Linked DNA regions of Sus scrofa: region 2 is linked to region 1. A link is a contact called in public targeted proximity ligation data. All regions are on one chromosome and are shown on one strand. The core of a region is the stretch at or near the end of the contact, and the rest is flanking DNA. Distances in the headings are between cores, read along the strand shown.

Region 1 (2,975 bases), core at 350-2,849:
CACATCCAGCATTGCTATGAGCTGTGGTGTAGATCGCAGACACACCTTGGATCTGGTGTTGCCGTGGCTGTGGTGTAGGCTGGCAGCTGCAGCTCCAGTTCGACTCCTAACCTGGGAACATCCATATCCTGAGGCTGTGGCCCTAAAAAGACAAAAAAAAAAAAGCAGAATTTTCAGTAATCTCAGGGTGCTAAAGACATAGAGGAGTCCTGGTATGTATCCTAGGCCTTCAGCTGAGCTTTCTAAATAACTGTATCCTAACAATAAGGGTGAACCAGAGAAGGAGACCAAGCCTTTTTTTTTAAATTTATTTTTATTTAAAAATTTTTACTGGATGTTCACTAAACTTATTGTGGTAATCATTTCATGATATTATGAGTTAAATCATTATGCTGTACACTTTAAATTTTTACAATGCTCCCTGTCGGTTATATATGAATGAAACTGAAAGAAGAATAAAATAATTTTATTGGGATATATTTGTTTTACAATGTTGTTTTAGTTTCAGGTGTACAGCAGCGTGAATCAGTTATACGTATACATATATTTATTCTAGGTCTTTTTTCTTAGTTGAAGTGTAGTTGATATATGTATTATATAAGTTGCAGGTATGCAATACAGTGATGCACAATATTTAAAGATTATACTCCATTTACAGTTATTATAAAATATTGGCTATATCTCCCATGTTGTACAGTATATCCTTGTAGCTTATTTTACATAATAGATTATACCTGTAATCCCCTACCCCATATAACTCCTCCCCCCATCCTCTCTCCACTGGTAACCACTTATTTATTCTCTGTATCCGTGAATCTGCTTCTTTTCTGTTAAATTCACTAATTTATTGTAATTTTTAGATTCTTCATATAAATGATATCATGCAATATTTGTCTTTCTCTGACTCATTTCACTTAGCATGGTGCCCTCCAAGTCTATCCATGTTGCTACAAATGGCAAAATTTCATTCTTTTTGTGGATGAGTAGTATTCCATTGTATGTGTGTGTATGTATGTTTGTATATACACACACACACATACCAATCTTATTTATCCATTTATCTGTTGATGGACACTGAGGTTGCTTCCATATCTTGGCAATTGTGAATAGTGCTGCTGTGAACATTGTGGTGCATGTGACCAGGTCATAATATGATTGAAAACTAGTTTTAGGAGTTCCCGTCTTAGCTCAGTGGTTAACAAACCCGACCAGTAATCATGAGGTTGTGGGTTCGATTCCTGGCCTCGCTCATTGGGTTAAGGATCCAGCGTTGCTGTGAGCTGTGGTGAGGTTGCTGATGCAGCTTGGATCCCACGTTGCTATGGCTGTGGCGTAGGCCAGTGGCTGCAGCTCTGATTGGACCCCTAACCTGGGAACTTCCAAATGCCGTGGGTGCAGCCCTAAAAAAAGACAAAAAGACCAAAGAAAAACCCCAAACCAAAAAAACTAGCTTTAAATTAGCTTAATCTCTGATTGAATTACATCCCATTGCCAACTAGAAACTGAAGAAAATCTTCTATTGAAAAGATAATATCAGTCATAACCTCTGCTGTATTTATTGTGCAATATCTGACATTCATTCTGTAGCTTCCAGGCATACCAAGGGTCATGAACAAGAGGAAAACAGATATAGAAACACATGATCAGATGTGGACTTCACTGCCACTTCCTTTATCCCTCTTTTGTTTTAGATTAGAAATTTGTCACTTGAATTGTTTTCCCCTATAGGTAAAGCATCATTTCTTTCTCTGTTTCACTACATTTTTTTGTCTTTAGTTTTCCGAAGTTTACCTATGAGCTGTCCTAGTATGGATTATTTTGGGTTTATCCTGTTTACTTAACTGCTGGAACCCTAGTTTGTATATTTTGCCAACCTTGAGAAGTTACCAGCTTTTGTTTCTTGGAGTACTTTTTCATTCTCACCCTCTTTCTTTCGTTTTGGGACTCAGATAACATGGAAGAGAAGTCTTTTGTTATAGTCCCACAGGTCTCCAAGAGTGTTTTCAGTGTTTTCTCTGTGTTGTTCAGATTGGGTCGTTTCTTTTGTTCTGTCTTCCAGTTCAGTGGTTTTTCCTTGTCCTCTCCATTCTACTCTTGTTCTCATCTGTTGTGTCTTTTATTTCAGTTATTGTATTTTTTCAGTTCTGAAATTTCCATTCGGCTCTTTCTTATCTATTTTTTCTTTGTTGATATTCCTGGTTTTTGTTTGTTTGTTTCAAGCATATGTGTAATTGCTCTTTGAGACATGTTTATAATGGTCACTTAAAAATCCTATTCAAGCATTATGTCGGGAGGCTGGCCATCAGAGTTTTAATCCTGGGTCTCCCTCCCAATAATTTTAGGAAGCTGGGCAACCTCTGGGGTTTTAATCTGTAATTTAATCTCTTTGTAGTTTTCACCTTGCATAAAATGGGGTTAATAACAGTAATTCGTAATTGCTTCACAGAATTATGGGAAGGGTTTACTTAAATGTATAATATGTTTATTGCGTTAGCTAAGCACATAGTATATGTTCAATAAATACTACTTAATACTGAAAAAAAAATCCTCTTCAGATAATCCTACCATATCCATCACCTAGATATTGGCATCTGTGGATGGTCTTTTTTCATTCAGTTTGAGATATTCCCTGCTACAGTGAGAGTTATGAAAGTTCTTATTATGAAGAATGATTTTTATTTGATACCTGGACATTTGGGTATCATGTGCTGAGACTCTGGATCCTATTTAAACATTCTGGTTTAGCTGGCTTCTTCTGGCACTGCCCCAACATGGGAAGGAGGGTAGTGCTCTGCCACTTTACTGCCCAGTGGGGGTAGAAGTCCAAGTTCCTCACTCTGCCTCTGTTGACTCTCAAGGTGGTGAGATAGTGCTCATTACTGCTGGTCAAGGATGGGAGTTCCGCCCTCCACTGGCTTTTCCCTGGCCAGGAGGGGCAGATGTGCCTCAGTACTGGGGCCCCCATGGCTTCCACA
Region 2 (3,295 bases), core at 542-3,041, 69 kb before region 1:
AGCTGACGGCAAATGCTTTTGCCCAAAGGGAGGCACCATTATAGATGAGGGGTGATGTAATGGTTAGGGCTCTGGAACTAGGTTTACTGGGCTTGAATTTTGGCTCTGCTACTTCCTAGTTGTGTGTTATTTAACTTCTTGGTGCCTCAGTTTTCTCATCTGTAAAGTGGGGGTAATAATTGTACTTAACTTTACAAGGCTGTTGTGAGAATTTTGTGAATTTAAACATATAAAATGCTTAGAATATGCCTGGCCCAGGGGAGGTGCAGTGAAAATGGCTGCTGTTGTTTTCCCTCCTCTTTAAAAGAAAAATTGTGGTAAGGTGCATGTAACATAAAATTTACTATCATATTTTTAAATGAATAGTTTAAGCTGCTGTCATTTTCATCATCCTCATTATCACTAGGACCCATGTAAAAATATGTAATAATTTTTTCCCAGGTCTCGGTCCTAGGAAGAGCTGTGTTTCCTTTGACCAAATGGTTTACTTGTATTACATAGTCATCATGACTCTTATAACCTGTGGTATTTCTTTCTTTGCAAGGTAGCTTAGTCAGGTGTGCAGCTCATCCCTTGCAATGGTATATGACTTTGTGGCATATAGTTGTGTGGTAAACTATAGTTATCTCTGACCTCAGCTTATTTTCCTCCCTCATTTTCTCTTTGCCCCATTCTTGTCACTTCTTTCTTTTTAATTCTGATGTACTCTGTGATCTGTCTCAAATCTTTTTTAGAATAAGATGGAAATAAGCAAGTAATCTTCATTACAGCATGTTCTCATATTGAAAGTTCAGATTAATTTTCATTTAATTTACCTTAAGCTGGCTGCTTCTTGATGACAGGGAGGTGCTATAATTTTCATTAGGATTTCTCAAATGGCATCATAGGATGGATTACTTCTGAGAAGGTTCCTGTTGACAGCTAATCCTGTTGATGGTGTTACGTTTAAGCTTCCATTACAGAAGTGTTCCTTCCTGACTTTTCTTGTTTGTTTTTTCCCTTGACCTTTGCTCCAGCCTTCTCTTGTAGATTTGGGAGGTGGGGGGTTGGGAGCGGGGGAGGATCATTTTAAGAACTTGTAAACCTGTGGTCTTTAAAAATACTCTTCAGAATAAGACTTTTATTGTAGGTGTAGCATAGGCAGAGCAAAGGGTACATGTGTTGTTATTGTTACGTTTCTTTTAAAAGCCAGGATGCCATTTTATTGATTGTCAAGGGATAAAAGGAAATTTCCCAAAGCCTAAAATATTCCTGTATATTCTGGTTATATCACTAGTGTATTCTCTCCCCCAAGTGGAAATGTACAATGGGGCTGAATCTATTGTGTTTTTTCGTGGGGAGAATTAAAAAAAATTTTTTTTGACATCAGGATTGATTGAAATGCCTTTTATGTCTTTTTAAAATTTGTAGATGCCTTCTTTTTCCCTCCCTCTCTTTTTTTCCTTTTAGTTTGTCTGTTGAAGAACCTGGGTGGTTTGTCCTATAGTTTTTTACAGTCTGGATTTCTGTTTAGTTTAACATATTCTCTACCCTCTGTATATCCTGTAAATAGTAGTTTGATGTAGAAGCTTGATGAAAGTTTAATTTGGGGGTGGGGGCAAGATGACTTTATAGATGGTATAATGAGACATATGCAATGTCTAGTTGTCTTTTGTGATGTTAGCAGCTGTGAGTATTGCTATTGGCTTTTGGGACTTAAAATCTTAGTGATCACCATGGTATCTTGATGAGAAAAGGGAAGCATTGCCTGGAAATGGTGGTGTCTACGCTGTACAGATAGGACTCCTGGTAATCATTTGAGAATGAAGCTGTGTTGTGTAGGCTCAAACAAGACCTAGCTTTCAGTCTTGGCTTCCTTGTTTAGGAGCTGTTTGATCTTGCATAATTAACAACAGCAGCAGCAGCAATAGCAGCAGCTACCATTTATTTAGTGCTTATTTTACATAAGGTTCTGTGCTGAGTGTTTTGTGTACATTGTGTAATCTGATCCTCATAACTACTCTGTAAGCCAGGTATCTTTATTTTGCGTTTCACATTGCTGAGAAGTAAGGAAGCAGGGATTCAAGCCTTGTGTGACTCCAGTCTTAATTGCTTTGTTTTTCCATATCTGTAAAATGGGATATAAGTATAGTTGCCTTATCTAGCTTGTAGGGTTAATGAGGTATTGTGTGTGAAAGTGTCTTAAAAGTGTTATAGATATTAAAATGAGAAGTGTGCTGGGCTGACGATACTCTAGGGAAGATGGATAGCCAAAGATGCCTTTGGCTAAGTGATAGTGAGAAGCTTGGATGGAAAGAACCCTCTGGTCATTTTCTAACTTCTGTTTCCATTACTATAGCTGTTGACACGTAGGAGAGTTTCCTTCTCTTTTTCAGATTGACAGTGATAGAGATTTCATATGTGGTAACTGTCACATGTCAGAGATGGCTTAAGAGTCTCTCAGTGAAGAGTGATGTCTTGGTTTTACTCCATGGACCATGTATATAGGCTTCATACAGATATTTTTAACTGAGAGGGAAAGAGTTTAGTCACAGTTCTTTTTTAAAAAGATAAATATTTATTGAAAGTGGGACGATGTTAACTGAATTTGTCATGTTATATTTCTTTAGTTAGATAGTAGGTATGTTATTTATGTTAAAATTATTTTTTTAATTGCCTCTTTGTATGTCTAAAGTTTTTTGTTGTTGTTGTTTTTTTTGTCTTTTTTCCATTTCTTGGGCCGCTCCTGCGGCACATGGAGGTTCCCAGGCTAGGGGTCCAATCGGAGCTGTAGCCGCTGGCCTACAACACAGCCACAGCAACACGGGATCCTAGCCGTGTCTACAACCTATACCACAGCTCACGGCAACGCCAGATCCTTAACCCACTGAGGAAGGGCAGGGATCAGACCTGAAACCTCATGGTTCCTAGTCGGATTCGTTAATCATTGCAGCACAACGGGAACTCCTGTCTAAAGTATTTTATAATTAATAAAACCAGTAACGTGCTCAACAGTGATAATCACATGTGTAATAGACAAAGAAAGAGATAGATGTGAAATTAGTACATGTAGGTCTAACCTTCAGTGATTTGCTATGAGTTGTGACTGGAATGAGTACGCGGAGAACTGTGTTGAGAGGAGATCTGTGGCCATTTCCAGCTCAGCGGCAGTTGTGAGGGATGACTGATATCTGCCTGGGCCAGACATGCAGAGTGTAGGAATATGTGCTTTGTTTTTGCCGAAATTGGTAATGTGTTTGTCAGAAAATCCTAGCCCTTGAGGTGGTACTATACTTCTTGCATTTCTTCTGTTACT

What was found.
Region 2: a contact with region 1 is called in a targeted proximity ligation map of alveolar macrophages. A contact is called at or near these places in 5 of 47 Hi-C or Micro-C datasets (alveolar macrophages, embryonic fibroblasts, liver and 1 more) and 2 of 2 datasets of targeted methods (alveolar macrophages and skeletal muscle).

Annotation. Positions count from the first base shown.
Region 1 is chr3:114,161,940-114,164,914 of Sscrofa11.1, reverse strand. It overlaps a transcript of NCOA1 not described here. Among named protein-coding and RNA genes, the nearest start is that of NCOA1, 64 kb to the right of the region's middle.
Region 2 is chr3:114,230,662-114,233,956 of Sscrofa11.1, reverse strand. It overlaps a transcript of NCOA1 not described here. Among named protein-coding and RNA genes, the nearest start is that of ITSN2, 130 kb to the left of the region's middle.